Regions from separate parts of the Arachis hypogaea genome. Here region 2 is linked to region 1. The links are chromatin contacts, called in public Hi-C maps. All regions are on one chromosome and are shown on one strand. Each heading gives the region's core, a stretch centred on a gene start, on an enhancer-like site or on the middle of the called end of the contact. The rest is flanking DNA. Distances are from core to core; before and after follow the strand shown. Region 1 holds the start of LOC112775088 (granule-bound starch synthase 1, chloroplastic/amyloplastic). Region 2 holds the start of LOC112776184 (ubiquitin carboxyl-terminal hydrolase 10).

The links. Hi-C and Micro-C count contacts between places; a contact is called where the count stands out from the background.
Region 2: a Hi-C map of an unstated tissue shows a contact between it and region 1, with 2.8 times the contacts expected there. The contact joins the promoter of LOC112776184 here to the promoter of LOC112775088 in region 1. A contact is called at or near these places in 3 of 8 Hi-C or Micro-C datasets (leaf and an unstated tissue).

Annotation. Positions count from the first base shown.
Region 1 is chr19:98,210,096-98,216,661 of arahy.Tifrunner.gnm2.J5K5, reverse strand. LOC112775088 (granule-bound starch synthase 1, chloroplastic/amyloplastic) reads right to left here and starts at 3,023. Exons shown (of 14, transcript XM_025818555.3): 1 at 2,657-3,023; 2 at 1,545-1,943; 3 at 1,078-1,158; 4 at 879-977; 5 at 673-762; 6 at 488-551; 7 at 294-394; 8 at 104-213; 9 at 1-15. The coding sequence starts at 1,889.
Region 2 is chr19:98,437,674-98,444,239 of arahy.Tifrunner.gnm2.J5K5, reverse strand. It overlaps LOC112776184 (ubiquitin carboxyl-terminal hydrolase 10), which reads left to right and starts at 3,275. Exons shown (of 14, transcript XM_025820231.3): 1 at 3,275-3,583; 2 at 3,672-3,860; 3 at 4,817-5,071; 4 at 6,159-6,303. The coding sequence starts at 3,709. LOC112776287 (a long non-coding RNA gene) reads right to left here and starts at 1,461. Exons shown (of 3, transcript XR_003189907.3): 1 at 1,002-1,461; 2 at 657-898; 3 at 124-540.

The DNA of each region.
Region 1 (6,566 bases), core at 1,774-4,273:
ACAGGCTTATCGTACCTGAGAAAAGCAAAAAGAAATATGAATATTGAATCACAATAGATTAGTCAAATGTACAAGCACCAAAGAAGAGATAATGGTATCATACCCATCCATAAAGTCAAAGGAGCTCCTGAATTCATCAGGTAAACCGAGAAGAGGGAAGTCTGCAAAGGCAAATCTTCCCTGGTAGGCTATGTTATGAATACAAAATGCAACCTGCCATGAATGAACGAATAAAAATCAGCTTCCTGAGAATGATGAAAGCAGACATGCAAAACAATTATTCCAATGCTCACCTTTGCATTCATGTAAATTCCCCTGGACTTGTACATTGATTTCAAGTAGCAAGGAAGAAGAGCAGTGTGCCAATCATTGGCGATAAAGACTACATCTTCGCCTGCCAGAATACAGGGGAAAAAAAAATTTGTAAACATTTACTCAATCATTCCCCCCGCCCCCTATTTGAAGATTTGAGATGAAAGATGAATACCATATGGTCCTGAAAAATATGGGTTGCTGTTTAGGTTCAAAACCCTTGGAGCCTCAAGTGCAGCCTGAAAATTGTTAAAACATTGACAATGTCATCTAAAATTCACCATAAAGTAGTTGATTATTTAACAAAGATTATTTATACAGGGTAAACTATAGGAAGCAGGTGTTAAGAAAATAAGCTACCAGGCACAACAAGCTGAATCTAAACTGGTTATCTGCATAATCTTCTCCGGCCTTAGGACCATATAGTTTTGACTGCGTCTTGCCCCATACCTTTCAAATTCCAAATGTAAAAGAAATCAGTTTAAGATATAAATTCAAGCCTGGGTTTAATTCAATCCTATAAGTTCTATGGGATGGTTGATGCCTTAGAAAGAAAAGAAGTTAACCTTCTCAAGGAAAACTGGATGATCCACAAAAACGCGATCGACTCCTCGCTTGAAGCAGTGGAAGTAACGGACAGTTTCCACTCTGTCACCAACTTTGATCTTTCGTCACAAAATAGGAAAACAAGAACATTATTAGTTACAAGGGATAATCTCCTAGATCCTTAACTTGTAGATACATACCAAGAACAAGTAAGTTTACCTCCACCAGAACACTAGTGTCCCATGCATCCTTGTATTGGTCATAACGGGGAGACACTGTCATAACACGGTGCCCATTTGCCTGAATCAATTTGAACAAAGCTAATCAGATATCATATATAATAATTAAAGTGAAGAAAGCTTCTCATAGCACTCTTAGATCATCTTTCATATATATATATATTTTTTTATTTCTCTAGACTTTTACAAATATTCTCCATTAAAGCCAAGATTGTTCAAGGTTACAGCCAAATATTATGCCGTATAAACAATAGTTAAAATTTATGTCCATGTGAATACACGGAGAATAGTTGATGCCTCCATCCTCTTTATAATCTGTCATTATTAAAATCTTTAGTATCCAAATATATTGATAAAAGGATGTTACAAAACGTGACATTGACAAAAGAAAAATGGAAATTGATGGACTAAAAAGTAAAAACAGAAGAAACCAATCAATTCACTTACAGCCAATCTTGGGGGAAGCGCACCAAGAACATCACCAAGTCCTCCAGTTTTGCTCCAAGGTCCAACCTCAGCACTCACAAAGAGAAAGGTCATCCCAGTTTCACACACAATCTTCCCCACACTCCTGTCACTGCCACTCTTCTTGCTCCTCACGGAGACAGAGATATTTGTTGCATGTGTGGTCTTCATGTTGAGCTTGTTCATGGATTTCAACCCATCATAGGTCATTCCCTGGCTGTTCAGGCTCACCAGTGGTGATCCCGCCTTCGCCTCGGTTCTAGCGCTTCCATGGTGGTTGAGGCACCCGGTTCTTGACACCACATAAGGGGCTGTCACAGTTGCCATAGCTTATTTATCTTTGTCCCTCAAAATATAAAAGCAGCTCAATAGCCCCTTCTTCTGCATGTCACACGCCAAAACCATTTCTAATCAACAAAGATTTGAAAGATACAATTTAACCATAAAAATGTAAACTAACTTGATTACATCAAATATTGGATTAGTTCCACAAAACTACCCAACGAAACTTCTCATGCATTATCAAGGATCTACTTAGAAATCACAGGTTAATGATTTTCTATTCAAGCATTTGATGGCAAAATTTGCCTAGTTTCAAGGATATGAATGAAAATTTCAGATAACTTATTAATACTCCCTCTGTTCCATAATAATCACTTTGAAAATTCGATACATTAAAAAAAAGTGTCATAAAAGTTGTAAATTTCCGAATAACAGATATTGCAGAACAGAGGGAAGAGTAGTAAAGCCCAGAAATCAAACTAAATCATGGCCTTACATGAGCAGAGCATCAATAAAGTGAAGCCAGCTCTATAACAGTGATTATAAGTACCGTGAGTTCTATAGCGTATGTAAGACTATACACTAAAGAATACACAAATTAGAGAAAAGCTTGGCATGAATCAAGTTATGCAAGTTGCTGAATTAAACAATTAGATTTGAGTCTTATAATAAGCTAAAATGCAAGAACCCTAAAAAGTAGGCGACAGTGAGGCGAAAAATCTGGATCCAGTGATGATGTGTACTTTGAATCATTCGAACAAATTTTTAAAGGGAAAAAAAAATAAAAAGAAAAAACGGTTAGTGTTATTTACCGGTAAGGGAAGAGTGATGACTATTGAGTGTGTGTGTAAGTGTGTTGGTGGCTGCCATTAACAAAGACCTCTGGTGTTGCATTTGTAGCTGAAGGGTGCCTAGTGCCTACTATCTCTGCCTACGATATGGTGACACGTGGCAGAGACTGACAGATTTCATCATACGAGCCTCAAGATGATAGTTTTGTGGGGCCATGGACGTCATGGGATTCTTATGAATATGCTGAATATGCGAAGGAAATTTTTGCACTTTGAGGACAGTAATGAATCATCACTTACTATTCGTGTTAGCACAAATTATATAAGAAAATATTTTGTTGATTGTGGTGTGGGCTTAATTATGTGGCTCTTGAATTTTATTAAATTGAGGGAACCAACGGCCCAAATATTATTCTATTTATGTGATTATTCATTCCATTGAATAGTACTAACCACTAAAGAGAATTTTATTAAATACTATTAAATAATAATATTCATTTCTATTAACACATATTTAAAATTTCATGAGATATACATCCGTTCCATCTAATACTTAAATAAATTGTCTGAAGAATAGTGATTTAAAAATAAAAGAAATTTAATTATTTTAACACATTTAATACATAAAAATTTATAAATTTATAATTAATTTATATTTTCTACTCAAACATGCTACTTATAATAGTTTTAAATTGTATTTTTGGAACACGTTTTCCAATATATACAAGTAGCTTTCTGTGTTAAATATTAGAGTAACTGTTAAGAATCAAGTGGGGGAGAAAGGGGACAAACGACCCAGCAATCCATACAGTCATGCAGATCCATCATCAACTATCAGACAACTGAGTAGGCCCACCTTCTAGTCTAGTCTACGAAATTGTAAGTAACTTGGCACCATTGAAGTAAAAACTCAAACGTTGTGAATTATTAGGGTAAAATATATGCATAAACCAAACACATATTAATATTATACAAAAATTTTAAAATAAATAATGTTATATGTATATTTTTATTTATATATAAATCGAATTCATTGAATTTAAATTTGTCTTTTTAGTACTAAATCAAATTAAACAGATTTAAATTGGTAGTATTTCATATATCAACATAAATCAAATTCATTAAATTTAAATTATTCATTATAATACTTTGATTCGATTTATTACTAATACGCTATATATATATATAAATCGAATTTATTTGATTTGATTTACTACCTGTACAGATTATTGATATTTATTACTGTAAAATTAATTGTTTATTTATCATAAATGTCAATAAGAAAATACTACCATTTGAATTTAAATAAAATATCAAAAAAATCAAAACGAATAAGAATAGAAATTCAACTTTTGTGTTTTAGTTTGAACTCTAAAAAAATCTACATTTTTATAAATTTGTTAATTTAAAACGGAACAATAAATAATTTTTAAAAATTTATTAAAAATCATCCTTTGACTCATTAGCATCCAAAGAATTATTACCAAGACATTTGAATAAGAGTTAAAACTTGAATTTTTTCACAATCAAAAGTGACAGATAGTTATACATTATAAAATGACTAACTATATTTATATAATATGTAATTTGAGAAATAATTAAAATACTATATTAATTAAATTATCATTTAATTTGGAAAATGATAATTAAATGCACCAAAACAATACATTCTATACTTAATTTCATTTGAAATGATAATTTAATTAATATAGTATTTTAATTATTTCTCAAATTACATATTGTATAAATATAGTTGGTCATTTTATAATGTATAACTATTTATTACTTCTGACTCTGACAAAAAGTTCAAATTTTAACTCCTATAGTACTTCAGAAGGCTATATTTTATATTAACTTTTTCATCATCAAAAGTCTCGATAATGATTCTTTAGATGCTAATGAGTCAAAAGATGATTTTTAGCAAAATTTTTAAAAATTATTTATTGTTTCGTTTTAAATTCATAAGTTTATAAAAATATAGATCTTTTGGAATTTGAATTAAAACAAAAAAGTTAAATTTCTATTCTTATTCGTTTTGATTTTTTTTTTTTTTTATTTGAATTCAAATGGGTGTATTTTCTTATTGACATTTATGTTTTCCTTATTGAAATTTATATTTTAAAGTTAATAACAATTAACTTAAAAGTAGTAAATGTCAATAATCTATACAGGTAGTAAATCGAATCAAGCAGATTCGATTTACTATATATGTGCTATGCAGTAGTAAATCGAATAAACTAGATTCGATTTATATATATTTAATGTACTAATAAATCGAATCAACTAGATTCAATTTAGCACTATAATGGATAAATCGAATTCAATGAATTCGATTTATGTGGATATATAAAATACTATTAATTCGAATATGTTTAATTCGATTTAGTTTTAGAAGATCTAATTCGAATTCAATAAATTCGATTTACATAGATATATGAATGAAAATATACATATAACATTATTTGTTTTAGAATTTTTGTGTAATATTACTATGTGTTTGATTTATGTATGTGTTTTACCTGATGTAGTAAAGATTCTAACGGAGTGATTGCTATGTATTGCAACATTTTTTTTCTTTAAATCACAGTTGTTCATCTCACATTTAAAAATTGTGACGATTTTTAATCTATAAAACCGTGACATTTAAAAAAAATCCACAGAATTTATAAAAAGTAAATAATAATCATCAAAGGTCACAATTTTAAATATAAGTTTTGTTTAAAAAACTGTGACTATTAAACTATATTAACCGCGGTTAGAAACCGTGACTTCTACTAAAAATTAAAATGGCGATCATAAATAAAAAAATTATAATTTTTTAATATTTATATCACAGTTATAAAATATTCTAACGTGATGATACATGCATCTGACTCCTTTTGTGTTAAAATAATTATGCATGGATTTGATATTATTATATATAATATATATAAATATTTTCCATCTCTGTGCCTTAAAAAAATAAATGAAAAAAAGGTGAATGTTTAAACTTGTAATGTGTTAAATATACTTGACCATCGTCTTAAAGGTACTCATTAGGAAAATCCATTATTCATTGTCGTGTAGAAATACTGCATGTGAAAAATAAAACATAAAAAAGTTACTAAAAATGTGCCTACGATACAAGGGAAAAAACACTTTATATTCTTAATTCTTAAAAGCAAATCATCCTCCTTTTCTTTGGTTTAGCAAATGTAAAGCCTCTTTTTTATTTGGTCGGAAAGCTCCGGAACCTTGAATACATTATTATTTATGTGAAGGACATGCATAACGCATTGCAACCGTATTATTGCAAGGGAAAAGGACCCACTGGAATGATTAACGGTGGAGGAGGAAACACACAAAATCCAAGCACAGTCGTTGAATTATTCGTTTGTAAATTTTATTTTATTTTAAATTTAAGCTAATTAATCAAAAGGATTCGATCGGTAAGGATTTGATGGTTCACCCATGTTGTGGACTAACATCAGGGCATCAATTTGATACATTGTATCTATTTATTATATCCAAAATATCGAAAACGCATCGAACCACTCTAATTACTAATTTATTATTTTGATGGTTCAATTAGAATAATTGAATTATAATAAAATAATAAATATTTACTTATTTTGGTACTCAGAGAATTTTGGATCATACACTTTAGTTTTTAACTAAAATTAATTATTCGATTAGTTTCTAATAATTAACTTTGTCAGTCACTTAAGTCCTTTACTCCGTCAACTATAATGGAGAACAAAATAGTCTCTAACAACTCTAACTGGGGACAAAATGGTCATTGACCCCTCTGTTCGAAAACAGCATTGTTCTCCCCCAATTTCCATCATATCTCGCATAACCCTGGCAGTCTAACACTTTAACTTCAAGCTACACAATGCACATTCTGCAATTTCAATATTCACAAGAAAAAAAATTCTCAACTTGTTCTCAA
Region 2 (6,566 bases), core at 2,026-4,525, 230 kb before region 1:
AAAATTAAGGGTATGAGGAAATTGGAGAAGAAGAAAAAGAGATGGTGGATGATAATAATGATGAAAAAGAAGAATGATAGTTTTAGAAAAAAGAAGAGATAAGTACTTTTTTCGTCTTTAAGATTTAGGGTCAAAATCAAAATCGTCTCCGATTTTTTTTCTTATTAAAATGATCTTCATTGTTACAAAACGTTATAAAATCATCATTTTCTATTTTTTTGAATCAAATTACCCTTAACTATTAATAAAAATAATATTAAAAAAAAATAAAACCCCACCCCACCTACACCCAGCATCTCTTCGTCTCTTCTCCTCACCCCAACCTACCCCCAATTTCCCTTCCTCCTTCATTAGTCCCACTCCCTCACCCCCTCACTCCCTCACCGTAACTCCCACCCCCTCACCCCACTCCATCACCCCCCACCCCCTCATCGTAAGGAAAATGCTGAGCAATTAACAGAGGCATAATCTCCAATCCTCCATATTCAGCAATTTGATGACAGCCAATAGGGTTTTGTCATTAGTCAAATTAATCAGCACCTACAATCATACAACTATACAATATTAATTTATAGAAATCCCAACTTACCAAAACTAAGGAAAGAATTATATAGAGAAGACACAAAACAATAGATCAGAGAAAATCATAAAGATACCTTAATAGCAGTAAGAAGGCAATCAGTGATAAGACTAGAACCTTCTTCACCATCAACGTAAGAACTGGAACAATTGACATCCCCATTGCTCAAACTAGTCTATGATAAACATCCTTCTTCAAATTCTCTGCTTGTTACCTCATATTTTTTAGCATGCGACTTTCTTTGCTTGATTGATGGTAAATCCCACTTAGGAGGTGCAATGTCATCCTCATCAAATGCAAATGGATCTTGATTATCATCTGAAATTTCAAGTTGAATCATACATGTTTTACAATTCGGGAATTAAACCTAAGTTAAATTAAACAAAAATTAGAGGAACTGAAAGTGGGTTGGTTCATGAACCTGTAATGAAGAACAAAGCAAAAAGAAATCAAGGGAGAGGTGGATGTTGCAGCGGCGGTGACTAGCGGCGGTGGTGAGGACAGCAGCTGCTAGAGGCAGCTGAGGTAGTCGCTGGTGGTGGTTCGGCCATGGGTCAGTGGACAGAGGAGAAGACAAAAGAGTAGAGGAAGAAGAAAAGAGAAAGGGTTGCGGCGGTGGGCTAAGGCAGGGGCAAATGGCGGCTTTGGGAAGAGGCAGGGAAAACTCGAACAGTTAACAGTGGAGGGTCGGGAGCTGGACGGCAGCGGCGGTGCCTCCATGCAAGCTTGCGACGGCCGGTGGCTGCGGGTTGGACGCAGGAGCGGCGGCGGGTGCACGACCTCCCCCCTTCCCCTTCCCCTTTCATTTTGCCTGCCCCCACCCGATTCCCCCTTCCCCTTCCTCTTTGTTTTCTTTCTTTTTTTTTTTTCTTTTTTATTTTATTTTATAATTTTTTAATTATTTTTATTATTTAATAAGAATAATTTGGTAAAAAAAATTTATAATGTTTTGTAACGTTAAGGATGATTTTAATAAAAAAAAAAAGTTGATTTTGATTTTGACTCCAAATCTTGAGAATGAAGAAAGTACTTATCCCAAAAAGAAAATGATTATTAGGAATTTTAATAAACTAAAATGAAAGTGTTTATGATATTATAAAAATTAAAAGTATGAATAATTTTTAATGTTTACGTTAATTAATTTAATTGATAGTTGGTCATTTTTATTAAAATTAATTATTTTTTAAGGATTTTTTTGTTAATAATATTTTTAATTTTTTTTTTAGTGATTAAATCTTTTAGATACTAAATTGGTAGTTATCTCTAAAAGAAAACATCGTTTCATTGTAATTTTATGGCGTACCAATAATAATATGGTCCATGCATATACCTTCCATTAGAAGTCAAAAAGTCTTTCAGTCTTGGGGAAGATACAGCATGACAACCCTTTCTTTGTCCCTCTCCAAACGTTAGATGCCAAACGGACTATATTTAATGATAGGGGATAATGCCGTTATCAATTGTGGTGGCATAGATCATGGAACTTGAAGCACCCACCCTTAAGAGGGTGCACGAGGGTCTCCACCTTGAAATTAAAAATCAGAATTTTCGGATTATTTTCTTACTTGAACAGCTACTCACCCAAACCATATATTACTATAAGCACTTTTGAAAAATTATCATAGCTCAGTTTCTACACCGAGTCAAAATTAAAGAGTGAGCTATTAATTTGGTCTTTATCGATTTTTTCAGAATAATAACGTGATATCTTAAAATAAAAATGATTAATTTCGATTCTTATCTTCTATTTTTGTAACACAATATAAATTTTATGGGTATTTTTCTGTCAACTATGAACAAAAAAAATTGATGTGTCAAGTTTAAGAATAATGGTCTCAAAATTTAAATTGATTAGAAGTATATTTGTTCTTATTCTTTAAACAATATTTTTTTAAATTATTTTTTTATTCATTATATTAATATTCTTTTTTTAATAAATTATTGAATATATGGTATAATAAATACAAATTAATTAATAAATTATTCAAATTTAAAATATTATTTATTATGAAACTAAGTAAATAATTCTCAAACATAATTTTTAAATATATAAATATAAATAATAAACATTAAAATCAGTTAATACATTAATAATAATATTATTAATGCATTAACTGATTTTAATGTTTATTATTTATATATTTAAAAAATATATTTGAGAATTATTTACTTAGTTTCGTAATAAATAATATTTTTAAATTTAAATAATTTATTAATTGATTTATACTTATTATACTATATATTTAATAATTTATTAAAAAATATTAATATAATAAATAAAAAATAATTTAAAAAAATAATATTTAAAAAATAAAGATAAATAAATTTTTAATTAATTTAAATTTAAAGACAGTTAATTTTTTATTCAATTTTTGAACCTAACATGTTAATATTTTTTGTTTAAAGTTAAAATACTCATAAAGATCATATTGTGTCATAAAAATAAAAGAGCAATATTAGGTCAGCAACTTTTGTGATTGGTAGCCATCAAATAGTCATTAATGATAATTTAATGATGTAAGATTGGTGTGAGATTTTATCTAATGATTCACCTTTCTCTGCTGATTACATGCTGGACAAAATTTAACAAAACTGCTGGAGTGCTGCCCTAGACTTTTCCAAAATAAAAAACAGAAATCGAAATAAATTATTTTTAATTTTTTATCTTAAAAAATCATATTGTAGAGACTTGATAGTTTACTCCAAAATTAAACTTGAAGCAAGGGGAAAGTAAGAGAGAGTGGCACTCCACATATTAGAGAGAAAGAGAAACAAGACGAAGGAGGAAGAGGTCGTTGAAAAATGACGGTAAAGATTTACGCATAGACTTTTGGGGATCGTTCCGTTACTTAACCTTCCCCGCTTCTCTACCTGTCTGTCCCTGCAATCTAGGCGCTAGGGTTCATCGAATATCCTGTTTTTCTCCCATTCGATTCCTTTCGTTTCCCTTTCGCTATTCCATTCTCGCTCTCTTTCTCTTCCACCTCGATCTCTTCATTTCAGGTGCCTTACTGCTTCCTCACTCTTTCTTCAATTGGTTTCTCTTTTGTGCGGATTTCTAAGTGTTTTCAAATTATTGGCGCTGATTCAGGTGCTGATTTAGGTGCTTGATTTGAACGAAATCCGCCATGACGATTGCCGATTCGGTTTTTCCGATGGACAATGGCGGCAGCTGCGTCCCGCTCCCTCCGGAGGAGGAGAATCGGATCGTGTCGGAGTTGATCAAGGAATCGGAGCTTAATTTGAGAGAAGGCAACTTGTACTACGTTATTTCCAATAGGTCTTAATCTCATCTTTCTTTCTTTCTTTTGGTAATTTTCATTGAATCTTTTGCTTAGCTGCCTGTTACTATTTGAATAGGGTTATCTTGTGGGGGAAAGGACTGATACTGGTTGGATTGTTACACACTTATTATACTCTTGGCCTCGGGGATTTTGGTTACACTTAATTGAGTTACTTCACTAGCATGGAGGGTGAATGGATCTTGTGTTGTGACCATGTTTGGTTTCCTGTTTGGGAAATTATAGAACTAGGGTATGGTGTAGTATAAAGCTAGTGGTTTTGTAGTTCTAAACGGAAATCCGAACAGTATTGCTTTTTGCTTTCATGTCCTTTTTATGTTTACTCACCCTAAAAGCTGTTGTTATTGTTGTTGTTTCTTTTTTATTGCTTTTTTCCATTGACATTCATATGGTGTTTTTCCGCACATATAATTTATGTGTATGGAGGGTTTTATCAATGCTACCGAACATTATCGACTGACTTTGAACTATGGTAATACGGTGATGCTATATGACCAAGTCATTTTGGTAACTAAGTTCAACCAAGTTGGTCCAATAGCTTGAGGATTGATAACCAGAAATTTTAGTTGAAGTAAAAGGAAGAGAAGGAGGAGAGGCATAAGAAGAAGAAAGACTAGGTTGAACTTGGTTACAAAAATAACTTGTTCACTTAGCATTTCTCAGTCACATCGTTTTACTTTCCATTTGTATTGATAATGGAAGTGCTATAAGAACCAGCTATGCACAGGCCAGAGGGTCTGTGAGAGCATAAGCCTCACATATTGGTCTATAGATGGCAGCCCTACCTTTCATTTGCCAGAGTCTAATTCCACAACTTGTACTTGTAACCTCTGGGTCATAGACTGACAACTTCAGCCGTTCCCCTTAATTTGTATCCCTTATTATTTTAATTAATTAATTAATCAATCAATATATATTTTTGCTGTCCATGCAGGTGGTTTTCAAGTTGGCAGGGGTATGTTGGGGATTGTGGTGGTATGCTTTCCACTGGTGAGCAATCTTCAATTGACCAGAATGCCGGTGTGGTTCACTCAGAGAATGCAGATAGACCTGGGCCAATTGATAATTCTGATATTGTCTCAAACGGAAATAATTACGAAGGCAATGATTTAGATATTCATCGAATGTTGGTGGAGGGGACAGACTATGTTTTAGTTCCTCAGAAAGTGTGGGAAAGACTTTCAGAATGGTAACTTTCTTATTTTCGAAATGGTTTTTACTTTCTAGTCTGGAGAACCTAAAGAATTAGATACACCCAAAAGGGTTGTTTGAGATGGTAAGTAACATTAACAATTGGGATGAGTACATAAGTTTGAATCTTATGGAAGGTACTCTTCTAGAGAGGTCAAATAACACCGGTGCTCCCAAAGTTTAACGATAGTTGGTTTAATAGGCTGTGGGAAATTTAAATGGTCCAGAGGTTCGAGAGTGACTGGTGGTTCTATATGTAAACTATAAAGGAAAAGTTACATAAATGTATATTATCTAGATCCTCCAAATATTATTTGGAGAAAGAGCCATATAGCCATAGATACCCATGCTTCTATACGTTTAATCAATTATGCAGAGTGATATTCTTTTAGACACAGATTTCTATCATAAAATTTCACAAGAAACTTGCTAATGGATCATGCAACACCAGCCTGAAACATACCAAGTGCCTGTTTGGCTTAGCACACAAGTAATTTTTCAAGGCCATAGTTAATTCTGGATGGTCAAAATTAATTCTAGAGATCTGCCAATCTATTTATCTGTTTTTCCATTCTCCCAGAATTAATTTTGCGGTATCTAGAATTAATTTTGGAAGATTTGAAAGAAGTAAACTTTGATTTGCATTTTATTTTTCCAAAGAACTTGACGTATAATGGCACTCTTACCCACAAGATCACAATCATCCATCTATTCACTCTTGAATTCTATTTTGTTCTTTTTGGAACTTATACCTCTAAAAGTAATTTTACTTTATTCATTTAAATAAAAATAAAAAACTATTTTCATAGACTTGCCTTTAACATACTCAAACCAAATACAATTCAATTATTTTAAAAGTATTTCCTCTAAGGTAATCTTAAACTTTCCTCTGAATCCTCAAGGGCAGTATACTCATTTTTTTTGCCTGGTTAGTTTAATAGGTTTAGTATTGACATCATGAAGTTAACATATAAATGGAGAAGCCTTGGAACTTGGGCGGTTAAGGTTATATTTCAATTTTGTCATCTGATGGTCACTACTGTTTGATTAGAATATGTAACAGATTTCTGTCTACCATGGTCTAGGTATAAAGGTGGACCAGCATTACCGAGGAGGTTGATCTCGCAGGGTGCTGCACAGAAGCAATATAGTGTTGAGGTTTACCCACTCATTTTAAAGTTGACTGATGCCAGAGATAACAGTGTGTCAACTGTGAAATTAAGCAAAAAGGTACCAATTGATTTCATATGGGGTTGTCTTGTTGGTTTTGCAGTTATGTTGCACTAAGTACAGATGAGTATTGAATCCGTTAAAGTACGAACCTATTCAATTTTAAAAACATATGTAATACACATTGGCATTACTATGTCAATGATATTCATCTTTTATCCAAATAGAAAAAATACTGTTGAGTATTTTAGTGTGAGGAAGACATTGGAACACTGACATTACTTGATAGCCTATTGCAAGTTAAGAACATGATTTGCTATTAT